4 separate regions of the Mus musculus genome follow, and regions 1, 2 and 4 are each linked to region 3. A link is a contact called in public Hi-C and HiChIP or PLAC-seq data. All regions are on one chromosome and are shown on one strand. Each heading gives the region's core, a stretch centred on a gene start, on an enhancer-like site or on the middle of the called end of the contact. The rest is flanking DNA. Distances are from core to core; before and after follow the strand shown. Region 1 overlaps Gabbr2 (gamma-aminobutyric acid (GABA) B receptor, 2). Region 2 overlaps Gabbr2 (gamma-aminobutyric acid (GABA) B receptor, 2). Region 3 has its middle 20 kb from the start of Gabbr2. Region 4 overlaps Gabbr2 (gamma-aminobutyric acid (GABA) B receptor, 2).

Region 1 (3,510 bases), core at 358-2,857, 240 kb before region 3:
CACCTGTGGGTCAGCTGATGGCAGGGGTGGGGTAGGGTGGGAACTAAACCTAGGTCTTCCGAAAAAGCAACGAGTGTTCTTAGCTGTTGACCCATTTCTCAGGCCTATGTTGTTAGCACATTTTCTCAAACTCGGTACATCTAAAAACGATGGCATTTCGATGGCGACCATATAAAATATGATGTGGTACACTTTTATTTAAAATTTTACAGTTATGTATTTCATTTCTGCGTGTGACAGACATGTGCCACAGTACATGTGTGTGGGTCAGTGGACAACCCGTGGGAGTTGGTTCTCTCCCTCTGCCATGTGGATTGTAGAGAGTACACTCAGGGTATCAGACTTGGTAGCAAAGCCCTCTACTTGCTGAGCTGTATCACCCGTCCCACCTTTACCTTGTGTGATGATACAATGTCGGTTGGGCTCAAACTCATGATTTTTCTTGCCTTGGCTTCTTGAGTAGTGGGGATTACAGGTGCACACGCCGGCTTAGACATTTTCATATGTGTGTACTGAGTGTGATCCAGCACACAGTGTACACTTTGGGCTGTGCTATATGTCAGTGCTTCTGAATAGAGCCTGGGCTTGACCAAGCAGCGACATGCATGTGAGAGTGTCTGTTCCCTTCGGAACCCTTGGTGAATGCAGACCTGGACTGTGGAGGCCCTCACTGGAAGGCATTTTTACTGTGAAGTTCTGATTCCTCCTGTTGGGTAAACCTAAATCAACCAATCAGTCAACCAACCATTCTCACCACCACCACCATTGTCATCATCACATCATCACCACCACCACCACCACCACCACCACCACCACCACCACACCACCACCACCACCATCACCACCACCAATCAGTCAATAATAAAGTGGTATCCCCACAGTTTGCTATGTGCCTTTCTCAGCTTGTCTTCCGAGGGTCCCACACAAGGGTGCTTGGTCACTGGTCTCACTTTGCAGAAGAGAATATAAACACTGGACTTTAGCCACCCAAGAGTAGTCATGTTTTTTTCCCCCCTAGCAAGCTGCCTCTCCTGGTAAGCTAATGGAACCACCCAAACGAAATAATGTCACTTCAGTTTTGCTCAGTACTTTTCTGAAACGCTTTCAGGATCATTTTTGCAACTAGAACATCTCTCAGAGGAAGAAAACTAGTTCATCACCGTAATCAAGTCTGTCACACAGGATGCGTGATGATGTTTGAAAATATAATCCTGTGAGCATCAGAACCGACAACTCTGAAACATCTCGAGGCTACATCTGCTAATAACGGTCTTTAGCATTCAGGCTGGGCACCCACGTGGGCTGGTGTGATCCATTTCACAGCAGAAATGCCCTAACAAGGCACTTCCTCAAAGAGGAACTGGGCAGAGGAGGGATTTTAATGAGGCCCAATCCCTGCCAGGGTGAAGTGCCGGTGAGGAACAAAGGCCCGAGATGAAACGTGTCTTCTGGAGTCAGATGAGAAGATGGCCCTCACATCAGGAGAGGCAGTGAAAATTGTCAAGGGGTCAGGACTTGTACAAAAAAGGAGCCAACACATTGGGGCCAATCACTTCTGAGATTAAAATGAAGCAGACACCCGAGGTGACCTCTGTGGTCGCTGTTCACGACATCACATTTCCTGCCACCCATTTACTCACCCGCCAAATCACCCACCCGTTCATCCTATCTCTATCCACTCATCTACTTATTGATCTCCATCCACCCACCAATCTTTCATCTACTCACCTACACATGTGTCTGTCTATCCACACACACACTCACCTATCTATCCATCCAACCACCCATCTACCCACAGATTCATATATCCTTCCATCTGTCCATCCATTCATCCCTCGATGTATCCATCTGGCCACATACTCACCCACCCACTCACTGTCCATTTTCCCCATATGTCTCCTCCATGGGGAGGAGATACCGAGAGACAGGCAGGGATGGTGACTGGCTGCCTTTGATGCTCTTGTTCCTTTGTGATCAGCAGAGATGCAGGTGTAAGCCAGACCCTCAAAAAGGCCCTCCCTGGAGGGGTCAGCAGTAGAGGTTTCTGCTGTAAAAGCCCAATGGCATGATGTCAACATGATTGCAAAAGAGAGATGAATCCAAGGACCCCTGCCTTCTGATCTCAGCACCAGGTTTTAGTAACTGGAAACACGAGGATGAGGAGAAAGGGCATTAAACAAAAAGACCATTAACGGTCCAACAAGAGCAATGCAGGCGAAAGCCTCCTATAGCTGCAAGCTGGCCCGGCATCGCTGCTCTGCTGCTGACAGATTTCCCTCACCCCTTTCTCACTCGACTCTGATTCATGTCTTAACCTTTTATGGGATGACCATGGTGGCTTTCAGGATGAAGCAAAGAGAAAGCTCGAAAGAGGTCACGGTTTCCCATTCCTCCACCACACACGAGCTCCTCCGTGATTTCACACATCCACGTACCATCTGTGCCTGGCTTCCCCGAGTGCCTCTAAGAACGTGGAAAAAGAGACCTTGTCTTGCTGCCTTACAGGCAGGATCTGATTTTATATCACACATTAAAATAAACACACGATCATTACAATACTGAATGTGGTCTGGATCCCAGTTAAATGGTCCCATCTTCTACATCTAGGACAGAGGCAGGGAATGTGGCATAGCTAATGGCCTCTTGGGGTTTGAGTTGCTAAGCTGACCAGGGGCTCTGGCCCTTCATTAAGCCATGGCTTCTCCTTTGGTGCTAAACACATGTGCGTGCTAATTTTTAAATCTAAAGGGATGATTAAAAGAGTACTCCAAGGAGCAAATTTGAGGATGCAAAGAGCAGTGTTAATTTAAATGTTAAATGGACCAGTGACTTTAGGCTTCTGTGGAAATCCCCTTTGAAAGATATTTTGAAGCCACTAGAATACAGTGCTAAGTCCCTTCATTTACGACTATAGATATAGTCATAGGTGTGTGAGTGTTTGTGTGCAACCAAATGCAAGGATGTGAATTATTACGGATGGCAAGGGTACAGAGACTACAACTGAACCCGAGTGTGACCGTGCATCCCTGCCCCTGTGATGTGTAGGCAGTGTAACAATTATTCTGAGGCCAGCCTGGGTCACAAAACAAACCCCTGTCTTAAAGCAAACAGCCTTTAAGCGAAGGCATGTGGTCATCTATAGGAGTTCTGGGCTATGTCCAACCGAGCGACCATCCCTGGCTCTTGATGTTAAGTACAGGAGACTGAGAATCTCAGCTAAGTCCCTTGCTGGGAGTTATCTTCTACTCTGAGCAATGGCCTTGTCCAAGGATACCATTCCCAGGGCTGACAGACTAACAGAAAGCTTAGAGGCCCAGGCTTCCCCCATTCCAGCTCCAGGGCTCCCTTCAGATACTGCAGGCTTAGTAGCAATGGCTCTGTGGTCCCCACACTCACTTCCTTATAGGCATATGTCTGGAATTCAGTCTTACAGACCTGTACATGGTGAGTGCTCTCTCTCAGCACCTATATGCCAGGGGGCCCAACCTTAAGTGTGAACCCATTACAGAT
Region 2 (3,535 bases), core at 991-3,490, 130 kb before region 3:
AGAGTTCCAGGCAGAAAGGAAGTTGTCCCAATGTTTTTGTTTGTTTGTTTGTTTGTTGATTGGAAGGAAGACAGGCATTAATAAGTGAAGGGTAGATGGGTGGTAGATGAATGGACAGATGGATAGATGGGTAGCTGAATGGATGATGCATGGATAGATGATGGATAGAATGATAAATAAAGATGGGTGGAGGGGTAGATAGATTATAGATGGATGGACGGACGGACAGAATGTACATGGGTTGCTATCACTTGCCCTTGTGGTCATATGTTTCTATACTTTTCCATTTCAAGTAGCAGCTCTTACTGTTGAGCCTCATCTACAGCCAGCTATACACCCACTGAAACATTTGATCGTGTAAGAGTCAGCTGTGGTGAAAAGCCAATACCTGGCCAGGAGCCTAGGAATGGCTTAATGAGGAAAAGGGCAGTATTGGTCAAAGGAGACCTTCAGTGGGAAAGAAGATCTGGAAAGGGAAGGATAGGGGGGCAGTGGGCAGGCTCTGAGGCAGCCCTGAGTTCCTGTGAGGCTGTGATATCTGAAGGTGGTGCTCTCTGGGGGCTGCACTGTGGGTTGGTGAGAGAACAAAGGGGCAGAGGGTCATCTGTACAGTTGATAGGACGTTATGGGCCTGCAAGTCTGGCTAGGGAGTCAGCAGTGAACACCGAGGCTCCAACACATGAGACAGCACGAACAGTTAAAGGACTCTTGGTCAGGTCAGCATCGAGGGTAGTGGCGGTTAGCGCAGCTTGGGCACCGCCTCACTCAAGGCCCATTCCTGCTGAGTGCTCACAGCTCACAGCTCACAAAGACAATTCCATGTCCGTGGGGTAGGGACTCCACCCTTACCTGCACCAGGTTCCAGCCTTGGAGGGATTCCGCGATGATAGAGGTGACAGACGGACAGACGCCTCCAAACACCATCAAATGGTTCGGCCCATACTTTATTGCATCATAGAAGGCTTTCAGTCCCTTTGCATTGTCACACTGGAGAGAAAACACAGAAAGGGAGCAAGGCCTAAGTTAGACATGGGTTATCCTGGGGCAAGAGCCCCATAATAGGAGCATACAATCAACCTGCCATCACGGCAAACCCTTAGACAAACTTCAGTTTGCCCCGGCTAGGGCCTCTCCACACAGCCCCATGCCCAGACCCTAAGCTTAGGGAAGTTTTTGGTCTTACATCCCAGGCCTTAAGTGCCCTTAAAGTGCAGCCCCTCAGCTGTCTCTGTAGCATACACACAGAGGAAAGCCACATCGGTCCCCCAGCCTCCAGTCTACGGTCATTTACATTTTAAAAGATGAGGCCACATTCTGGCTGTTGTGAAAACAGACAAGAACAAGTGTTGGCAGGGTGTAAAGAAGCTGCAAGCTTTGTACCCTCTCGGTGGTGACATAAAACAATTACATTGACGAAAACAGTGCGTCTACCCTGAAAAGTCAACAAAGAATTGCCATATGGTACAAGAACTCTGTATAAATGGAAACCCTGAAGAACCGAGAGCACGGACTCAAAGATATCTGTACTCCATGTTAAGAGCAGTACCAGTCACAACAGCCCAGAGGTAGAAACATCCAGAAGTCTGTCAACAAATGAAGGCACAGGCAAAGGGTTGGAGGTACATGCATTGGAATAGTATACAGCCCTAAAGAGAGAAGAAATTCGGATGCGTGATAGAGTCAGATGATACGGCTACACTGGGGAGAGGAAGAAAGGGTCAGTGACCGCCTCTAGGTCATCGTTGTCGGAGCCCTGAAGTGAGGTTAAAGGGTTAATAGGGGCCTGGAGCTGTGCACATCTGAGCAGTCTGATCACGGTGTGATCCTATCTACCATTGACCCATCCTTGTCTGGGCTTCCATTTCACTTTGCAAGGTGGTCTAACAAGTGGCTAGAGCTGTGAGATCTCTTTTCTGGAGACAAGCTCCTCCTATAGGTGCAACCAAGCTCAGTCTTTTTCTTCCACCCAGCAGGAGATTCCTAGGGGGCAGGGTGGATACCAAATTACTCTGGGGTCCATTGTTTCAGTAGTCTAACAGTGAGATTGAGGGACAAGCGTGTCTCTTTGAAATATCTTCGTTTCTGACAGGCCCGTTACTGTAGGATTCCATTCATGTGAAGCACTCGGGAGGACAAATTCACAGAGGCAGGAACTGCGATGGCGGTTGTGAGGGGCGTAGTGAGAGGGAAGTGTGGATGGCTGCTCAGGAGAGTGAGGGCTTTGATGTGGGATTATGGCAGAGGTCTGGAAACTGAGGGAGGGGTGGTGTGACAGTGTGAATGTGAATGTCACAAGGCACGCGAAGGATGTTCAAGACGGTAACTGGATGTGATGTACATTTGTCACAGTCGTGGGGGTTGGGGTGGAGGAAGAGAAAAGATACCACACGTCTCAAAAGAAGTCAGTGGCAGACACTTCACACTTGATGCTTAGCCCAGAGCTGGTCTTGAGGGCACAGCTCTGTCCAGGACTAGAAAGAAACCCTGACCAAGGAAACACACCAGACACCCCAGTGAGGAAGCGGCAAGAAGAAAGATGTGCTGGAGTGGCAGGGATCCTAGCGGCTCACTCTTCCCTTCTCCCTCTGCCTCCCAGCCAGTGGTCAGCTCCCTGATCAGAGGACCCGAGGACCTGCCTCCCCAGCCTGGAGCTCAGCAAATCCACCACTGCAGCTGCCTCAGTGTCCCCTGAAAATCTCTGATCTCCGCTTCTCCCTCTGCTGTGCCTGCTCTGAAAGGGGAGAGACCTATCAGAGTGAAAACCCCAAAAGGAGGGAAAACACTCCAAACCTCTCCTGATCACTGTCATGACACGTGGCTTAAGAGCACTGGCTGGGGCTGGCAAGATGGCTCAGTGGGTAAGAGAGTTGACTGCTCTTCCGAAGGTCCTGAGTTCAAATCCCAGCAACCACGGGGTGGCTCACAACCACACGTAATGAGATCTGACGCCTTCTTCTGGTGCGTCAGAAGTCAGCTACACTGTACTTATGTATAATAATAAATGAATCTTTAAAAAAAAAAAGAGCATTGGTTGTTCTTTCAGAGGACCGGGGCTCAATTCCTAGCAGGCACATAGCACATGGGGAGTTACAGCTGTCTGTAACTCCAGTTTCAGGGGATCCAACACTGTCCTCTGGCCTCCACAGGCACCAGCCATGTACATGATATGCAAACAAATCTTTTTGCACGTAAAATAATATACATAAAATATATACACATACATAAAATAATTTTATAATTATTTTTAAAAGGCTAGAATTTGTAGACAAGAAAATCATTGAAAACAAGTGTGGGGTACCAGTACCAGTTGTCGAGACCTGTAAAACTCTGGGCCCCAGCTGACTCTAGAGCCTCCATCCCTCCAGTCAGGCGGATGACCCTCCAGCAGGGCAGTTAGAAAACACTCTGGTACTAGCAGAAAGAGACCCGGAACCACTTCTCTATATTGTTCACACAGCTGGGATAATGCTCTTACGCTCTTCATGGTGAGAGACCCACTTTTCAGGATGCCCGAGTTCTCTCCTCTCTCTCTGCT
Region 3 (3,374 bases), core at 110-2,609:
TCCAACAGCGCCAAGCAGGTGCAGGGAGCTGGAAAGGCCTGCCCTTCCAGAGCCTGGGAAGTGAGTGCCCCAGGAGACTTTCCATGTCAAGTGAGGGAGGGTGTCACTGCAGAACGAGCCTTCGTAAGCCCAGGAATGAAGCTGCCCATGGCCTCGTGGATGAGGTGCTCAGTCAGGCACAGTCTGGGTGTCGGAGAATGTAGTAGGGTGACTTAGAGCAAACATAGCCAAGTGCTTGGCCACCGACACTCCTTGTGACAGGTAAAGGCTCTAGAGTTGTGTGGACATGATGGTCTGAGGTGGCCCCTTAGCTTGAAGGACATGGAGACCATTTTCCTCCCCAAGTCTCACTCCCAGGAAATTTCTAGAGCCCAGTCACAGAGGACTTTAAACTCTGGTTGGTGTTACTGGATGAAGAAAGCATCGGGTGATTTCAGCAGCAACAGGTTCTCAGGTCACAGCACCTCAAGACTGGAGAAGGTGCCTGAGACACTCCCACAGAACTCTCTTATGATGTAGAAGGTGGGCTCAGAGAGGGCAAGTGAGGCTGCACAGCACAGCACCCTGAGTCCAGACTCCCAGTAGTGCTCTCTGCCTACGTGGTTCCTGGCAATCCCTGTGGTAAAAGTCACCATCCCTGTGAGTGCTCACCCTGAGGGGCTGTCAAAAAGAGGGTGTTCCCCCTGGATCCTGAAAAGCATTAAGGGCACAGCCCTGTTGTTTGAAAACCGCATCCCCGTTCATTTTCATATGTGCACTTTACAGAAACACCAACAGATGTGCTAGCTCTCCCCTTGCCAGATTCCTGGGAGATGCAAGACTCAAGAAACGTTGTGCTTGGAGTCTATGGGGAGCCAGAGAAGTCCCAAGCCTAGCGTTTCCCAGGAAGCAAGGGCAATAGCAAAGGCAGGAGGGAAAGTCACAGTGAACTTACTGAAAATCTGACTTTGCTTTGTCATTGACCTGATGTTCCAGAGTTGGGACTGGCTGCGACCCTTGTTTCCCTGCTGCAGTCTCTGGGTACCACTTATATCCTTCCCTCAGGTTTGCAGAGGCTGCGGAAGGGTTGAGGTTGAGAGGGAGGGTTTCCTCCCATTTCAGCTCAGGGTTACCGGGTGACTTAAGTCTCTGCATATGACAGCCAGTGAATCCGAATCTCCTGAGGGGCTCTGTCTAGATCAGATCTGACCATGGACAGCAAGAGAATGACAAGCCATCCCATGCTCGCTCTGGGCTGACATGGCAGCCGGGGATGCTGTTAATTTCACTGTTTACAGAAAGAAGTCCGGGGTGAGTGGAGGCTTTTTTGGTGTTTTAAAGCCAGATGGTATTTCCTGCCTTGATCAGCCTCGGAGCTTTGGTTCCCATGGCAACTCTGAAGTTCCACCTACTGCAACTTCCTCATTCTCTGAGCTTCTTCCTCTTCCACCATAGTGGGGGGGGGTGGGGGGGGCAGGAGAATAAAGCCATTAACTAGTTTGTGTGTTGCACTTCTCAGCTGACACTGCGCTCCAGCTCCAGCGTGTATGACCTCAGTCCTCGCTGCAACCTAGACACAGAGCATCTGCTGTCTCTGTCTTGCACAGGGAAACCCAGGCTCCAGAGACAGGTGATATGTTTTGCTTGCCCTCATTGGTGTCAACAGGACTTCAACCAGGTCTCATGTCTCTGGACCTCGGGTGGGATGAGCATACCCTAGCACTCCCTCTGCTGTGCTTACAATTCCTAAGTGGCGAATTTCATATGTAAGTTGAGTCCAAATCTCCACCAAGTTAACTTCTCTGAGCATCCCTTTGCTGTAAATGGCAAGAATGGTGGCCCTGGAAGGGCAGGGGACTTACATATGGATATGTAGATAGCCACAGTGTGTGCCTATTTGGATTTGAAGGAGACCTAGCATCGCCCTAGTTACCTTTTGACATTGAGCATGATGTTGTCATGTAGAGATGTTCTGGGTCACATTCTATGCACCTGCAGGCCACAGATTGGGAGGTAACAGCAAGCATGTAATGTTTATTTGCTGCGGTAAGAGCAGTACATGATTTCTCATGATGCAATGGACACACACATCCCTGGGGTCCTTATTGGGATTTCACCTCTTATGGATGTCCCGGGGAGTAGACCCCACTTCATGCAGCAATACCATCGCGTAGGAAGCACTGTGCGAGTGTTCTGAATGGCTCATTGTGCAGAGAGGCAAGGCCAAATCTGTAGAAAATGCTGGAAGCTGCAGGGATGTCTAGGAGTGTGGGCAGGAGCCAGTATGGAGTATTCCTCCAGGTATAAGATTGCCAGAAGGGCTCCCAGGGCTGCTGCCCAGGTTCTGCACATACTAAAACCTCATGGGGCCGTGGCAGCAACTGCGTCCATTCTTGGGACATTCAGTAGAGGATGGAAGGATGTCAACAGGCCATATCCTGCATGACAAAATAGACTCATTGGTAATGATGTGGCCAAATCTTCCCAGCCAAAAATTACTTTCAAAAAAAGTCATCTTTTCTCAGGAATGCCAAAGGACACATTTAAGCTCCTGGCAGAAGGGGAGTGGAGCTGACAGCAGGCACCTGGTATTGCTCTGCCTGGCAGTTTTCTTTGCTCTGTATTCTGTATGACTGTGGTTTGCACACCGAATTATGTGCATTAAGTTAATTGCTATCCAATTAACAAATATTTTCCATTAATTCTTGCAATCAATCTGGCTGGTACATCCCATCACCCAGCTCTTTTGCCTGTCCTCGGCTCCGTGTTGGTCAATGTGGCAGTGCCAAGTGGCTGATGAATCGTTCCTGCAGCCCGACCCCCACCTGACAGACAGGAAAAAAATGACCAGGAGCTCGGGTGTCAGAGTGCTTTCCTTGTGAGGAGCCCACAGACTGCCAGTTAAGCGCCACACCTGCCCCTTGAACAGGACTGTCATTATTCTAGAGGATGACAAGCAAGGCAAGGACTTGGCTTGGCTCCCGGGGTTTCCCCAGTGCCTCTGACGATGCTCCATGCTCGGGCCTCAGCAGATGAGCCCGTATCCCAGTTCCCAGGATTCCTAAGGACACAGTAAAGTCAGCTTGTCCAGCAGCTTCATTCACAAAGCCTTACACCTCTGGGCTCTTACCACTGGTCCCCCATGTCGAATGACCCTAACCCCCTTATTCCATATGCGATCCAGGAGGCAGACTCTAGTGCAGACTGGCTGTGCTGTCTAGTTTTATGTCAACTTAACATAGTTATTGTCGTCAGAGAGGAAGCCTCAATTGAGAAAAACGTCTCCAGAAGATGGGGCTGTAAAGTGGACAAGCCTATAAGGCATTTTCTAGTGATTAAATAGTGATTGATGATGAAGGGCCCCGCCCATTATAGGTGGTGATACTCCTGCACTG
Region 4 (3,527 bases), core at 15-2,514, 220 kb before region 3:
ACACTCCCAGGCATTGAGTGTGCAAGCATCCTACCTCAGCTTCCCCAGAGGCTGGGGCTGTAGGCCTGAACTGCCATAGACAGATTTAAAAACTTTAAACACGAGTTGTGATTTGGGTTTGCATGATGGTTCGTGTTAATTGTCGATTGACAGGACTGTGAACCACCTGGCAAATGGGCCTCAGGGCGGGCTTGTGAGGGTGTGGGAGGAGCACCCAGCTTAGTTGTGGGTGGGAGCACTCCCTGGGCTGGGATCCTGGGCTTGGGGCGGTGGGGCTGAGCATGTATTCATTGCTCTCTTCTCCTGGCTGCGGATGTGGAGAGGCAGCAGCTTCAGCGCCTCACCGTGACTCCCACCATGATGGACTGTGACCTGGAGCTGAGCCAAAATCAACTTTCTCCTCCGAGTTGCTCTTGTCGGGATGCTCTGTCACAGTGACTAGAAGAGAAACTAAGACTGTCTGTTTCTGGTGGTTAATTTAGCTCTTGGGTATTTTTAATGTAAAGCTACCTAGATGTGTATCTCTGTATTAACTGCTTTCCCCTCACTTTGCTTCTTGAGGCAGGGTTTCTCTGTGTATTCCTGACTGTCCTGGAACTAGCAAGCATAAGAGGAATGAGGAGACCTTTTGACCTCTGTCTTCTTGGATTTCCCTCCCTACATCTGCTCTCAGATACACACAAAGTCACTGGAGGGTGGGGTGTCTGTGCTGGTCAGCTCTCTGCAACTATAACATAGTATATCAGCTTAAGAAAAACCTTGAGAAAAAGAAGTTTTGGTTGGTGATTGGCAGGCCTCATTATTTTGTCCTGGGGTGAGGCGGCTCACAGGTGGGGGTGCGTGGTCAACAACACCACTAGCCGCATAGTCCAGGGAAGGAGAAAGAGGAAGGAAGCTGTGTTCACAGTTCTCTCCCAGGGCTTGTCTCCAGTAACAATGATGTCTCACTAGGCTCCAACTCCCAACGGCTCTGTGACCTTCCAACAGCGCCCTCCTTAGGAGCAAACCTTTAACTCATGACCTTTGGGGACCTGCATCGAGGCCACGACAGCACGCATCTAGAATGTCATTTAGTCAACCTCATGGTTCAGTCAGGTGATATTTCTCTTCATGTCCTAGGGCATATTTCAAGCTGTCTGGGATCCTCTAAAAGTGAGGAGCTGTTACAGTTTGGATTGACAGTGGCGCCTGTTCACTCACACGCTTTAATACTTGGTTCCCAGTTGGTGGTTCTGTTCAGGGAGGCTGTGGAGACAGTGGGAGGTGGGGCCTTTCTGGAGGAAGTGAATGGTTTAGGAGGTGGGCTTTGTGGCTTATGGCTCTGCCCACTTCAAACCCAAGTCTCTCTGTGTTTCCGGGTTGGCAGCCAAGATGTGGACAAGTGGAACAATGGGTTCCCAACACCACAGCTGTAAGCCACTCCGGCTGCAAACCCTTCCTCGTGATGGAGCGTATCTCCTTAAATCATCAGACAAAATAGATATCCCTTTCCTTAAGTCTGGAATTTGTTCCCAGCAATGAGACGGTAACTATTGCAGGCTGGGATGGAGAGCTGAGGTGAGCAGGCCCGGGGTGGCCTCAAGAGCGGGTCATTGCCTGAATAGTTTAACTTTCTCGATGTAGTGTGTGTGTTTGTGTGTGTGTGTGTGTGTGTGTGTGTGTGTGTGTGTGTGCACCTGTGTGTAAGTTCCATAAAAGGATTAAGATCATACAGCCTATTTGATTTGGCCTTGGGACTGACACAGGTCCTATGTCTACTATTTACATGAGTCACTTAGAAATTTCTATTTTTTCCTACCTTACTTTTCTACTTTTGTTGTCCCGAGAGATGAGATGCAGGGAAAGAGCCATGGAGATGAAGGGCTTGGCTGTCCTCCGTGTTTCTAAGAGCAGAGGCTTGGGATAGGACCGGGGTTAGGTCTCGTTGCCTTTTCTACTGGGTCACATCCATTCACCATGCTCCCTAGGGATGCCAAGGCCATCATAGGGCAAGTTCTTGTGAGTGCCAGAGACCAGGCCTCCACTGGCTAGCTGACAAGAAGTCAGGGCACTGTTCTTCCAGAGGTTATATTTATCCCAGGGGCTAGAAGTTTCTGAGAAATAACATTACCTAGATGTCTCCTCTCGCTCCCAGGCTGGGTTCAGTGTAGTTAGGGAGGCAGTTTTTAGGGCTTGGATCATACTTTCCTTCTGGAAATGTGTTATAAGAGTGGCTAATCTCTCAGGCTAGCCTGCAAGGGCTTGCAGAGCTAACAGGTGGCCCAGTGCTCTGAGTCTGTGATTCCAGCAGAGCCATGCTGGCATGACTCCCGTGGATCATATGTTTGACAGGATGTAGGCTCACCCATGTTTATAAGGGGTTTCTAAATTGGGTTCACTGAGGCGAGAAGTGGGCAGCACCATGGCACGGGCTGGGGGCTTGGACCGAAGAGACAGGAGGGAGTGTGCCAGCTTCATCTCTCTCTGCTGCCTGGCTAGAGATGCAGTGTGAACAGCTGCCTTAAACTCTTGTTACCATGACATCCTTGCTCTGATGGACTAAACCCCAAACTGCGAGCCAAAGAAGCTCTTCTTTTTCCTTCCTTCCTTCCTTTCTTTTTTTTTTTTTTTTTTTTTTTTTTTTTTTTTTTGGTTTTTCGAGACAGGGTTTCTCTTTATAGCTCTGGCTGTCCTGGAGCTCACTTTGTAGACTAGGCTGGCCTCGAACTCAGAAATCCGCCTGCCTCTGCCTCCCAAGTGCTGGGATTAAAGGCGTGCGCCACCACGCCCGGTTCCTTCCTTCCTTTCTTGAATTACTTTGTCATATACTTTTTAATGATGAATCTTGCTTCCTGGGAGAATGCATCCTTGTGGACAGATGGGGAAGGGACAAGGACACACTTTTTTTATGCTCTAGCACACACGCACACATAACACACACACATATACACACACTCACATGCATCTGCACACACATGCACTCTCACACACAAGCACACATGCACACACACTAACACATGTGTATACACACATTCATACACGTCCAAACAAATGCACACACATGAACACATACACTAACACACAAGGACACACACACACATGCACCCATACACTCATACATGCATACATGCACACACGTGCACATACATCAACCTGATCAAAGTATTAAAAAAAAAGCCAGTTGAAGATCAAAATCAAAATATAGCTAGAGAGAAGAGACACATCACTGGTAAAGGACCAATGTGTGACAGCTGGCTGAACAGAAATAGTGAAGCCAGGAAACAGTGACATCATAAGCGTGGACTGGAAGGAAGGCAGAAATGGCCCTTTCAGTAAATGGTCCTGATAAGTCACCCGTCATATGGAAAACAAAACAAACGTTGCTTTTGTTTTAGATGTGCGTATAATCATTTGCGTGCATACCTTATATGGAAACATGAAGGTACAGAGCAAACCTGAAGGTCATGGCGGAAGGCTGAACTGCCTAACTGTCGAGGAAGGGCCCAGTGCTCACCAGGACACAGCACTGAGCACCTAATGAGCGCAGC

Evidence for each region. Hi-C and Micro-C count contacts between places; a contact is called where the count stands out from the background. HiChIP or PLAC-seq counts read pairs in DNA pulled down with a chosen protein or histone mark.
Region 1: an H3K4me3 HiChIP or PLAC-seq map of bone marrow-derived macrophages shows a contact between it and region 3, with 6 times the contacts expected there. The contact joins two enhancer-like sites. A contact is called at or near these places in 1 of 39 promoter capture datasets (neural stem cells), 4 of 15 datasets of contacts at CTCF or cohesin (embryonic stem cells, pro-B cells and stem cell-derived epiblast-like cells), 46 of 484 Hi-C or Micro-C datasets (the BV-2 cell line, the Ba/F3 cell line, the G1E-ER4 cell line and 13 more), 7 of 115 datasets of contacts at active chromatin or transcription factors (bone marrow-derived macrophages, double positive thymocytes, embryonic basal ganglia and 3 more) and 1 of 9 other capture datasets (embryonic stem cells).
Region 2: an H3K27ac HiChIP or PLAC-seq map of T-cell acute lymphoblastic leukemia shows a contact between it and region 3, with 5 times the contacts expected there. The contact joins two enhancer-like sites. A contact is called at or near these places in 4 of 484 Hi-C or Micro-C datasets (the G1E-ER4 cell line, cerebral cortex and nephron progenitors), 2 of 115 datasets of contacts at active chromatin or transcription factors (T-cell acute lymphoblastic leukemia and bone marrow-derived macrophages) and 3 of 9 other capture datasets (adipose tissue, embryonic stem cells and pancreatic islet).
Region 4: a contact with region 3 is called in a Hi-C map of bone marrow-derived macrophages, with 37 read pairs. The contact joins two enhancer-like sites. A contact is called at or near these places in 1 of 39 promoter capture datasets (neural stem cells), 4 of 15 datasets of contacts at CTCF or cohesin (embryonic stem cells, pro-B cells and stem cell-derived epiblast-like cells), 25 of 484 Hi-C or Micro-C datasets (the Ba/F3 cell line, the G1E-ER4 cell line, the HL-1 cell line and 6 more), 6 of 115 datasets of contacts at active chromatin or transcription factors (bone marrow-derived macrophages, double positive thymocytes, embryonic basal ganglia and 2 more) and 1 of 9 other capture datasets (adipose tissue).

What each region holds. Positions count from the first base shown.
Region 1 is chr4:46,768,919-46,772,428 of GRCm38.p6, forward strand. All of the region lies in intron 7 of Gabbr2 (gamma-aminobutyric acid (GABA) B receptor, 2), which reads right to left. Among named protein-coding and RNA genes, the nearest start is that of Gm32208, 79 kb to the right of the region's middle. Within about 2 kb of position 1,608, at least 17 of the 459 cell types and tissues checked have an H3K27ac peak or open chromatin away from gene starts, as enhancers often do. A contact at or near this core is called in bone marrow-derived macrophages, where this site is marked.
Region 2 is chr4:46,874,816-46,878,350 of GRCm38.p6, forward strand. It overlaps Gabbr2 (gamma-aminobutyric acid (GABA) B receptor, 2), which reads right to left. Exons shown (of 19, transcript NM_001081141.2): 2 at 850-987. It overlaps Gm32208 (a long non-coding RNA gene), which reads left to right. Exons shown (of 4, transcript XR_390546.4): 4 at 2,597-3,022. Among named protein-coding and RNA genes, the nearest start is that of Gm32135, 5.8 kb to the right of the region's middle. Within about 2 kb of position 2,241, at least 7 of the 459 cell types and tissues checked have an H3K27ac peak or open chromatin away from gene starts, as enhancers often do. A contact at or near this core is called in T-cell acute lymphoblastic leukemia, where this site is marked.
Region 3 is chr4:47,009,767-47,013,140 of GRCm38.p6, forward strand. No RefSeq gene overlaps it. Among named protein-coding and RNA genes, the nearest start is that of Gabbr2, 20 kb to the left of the region's middle. Within about 2 kb of position 1,360, at least 147 of the 459 cell types and tissues checked have an H3K27ac peak or open chromatin away from gene starts, as enhancers often do. A contact at or near this core is called in the Ba/F3 cell line, T-cell acute lymphoblastic leukemia and bone marrow-derived macrophages, where this site is marked.
Region 4 is chr4:46,790,482-46,794,008 of GRCm38.p6, forward strand. All of the region lies in intron 6 of Gabbr2 (gamma-aminobutyric acid (GABA) B receptor, 2), which reads right to left. Among named protein-coding and RNA genes, the nearest start is that of Gm32208, 57 kb to the right of the region's middle. Within about 2 kb of position 1,265, at least 47 of the 459 cell types and tissues checked have an H3K27ac peak or open chromatin away from gene starts, as enhancers often do. A contact at or near this core is called in the Ba/F3 cell line and bone marrow-derived macrophages, where this site is marked.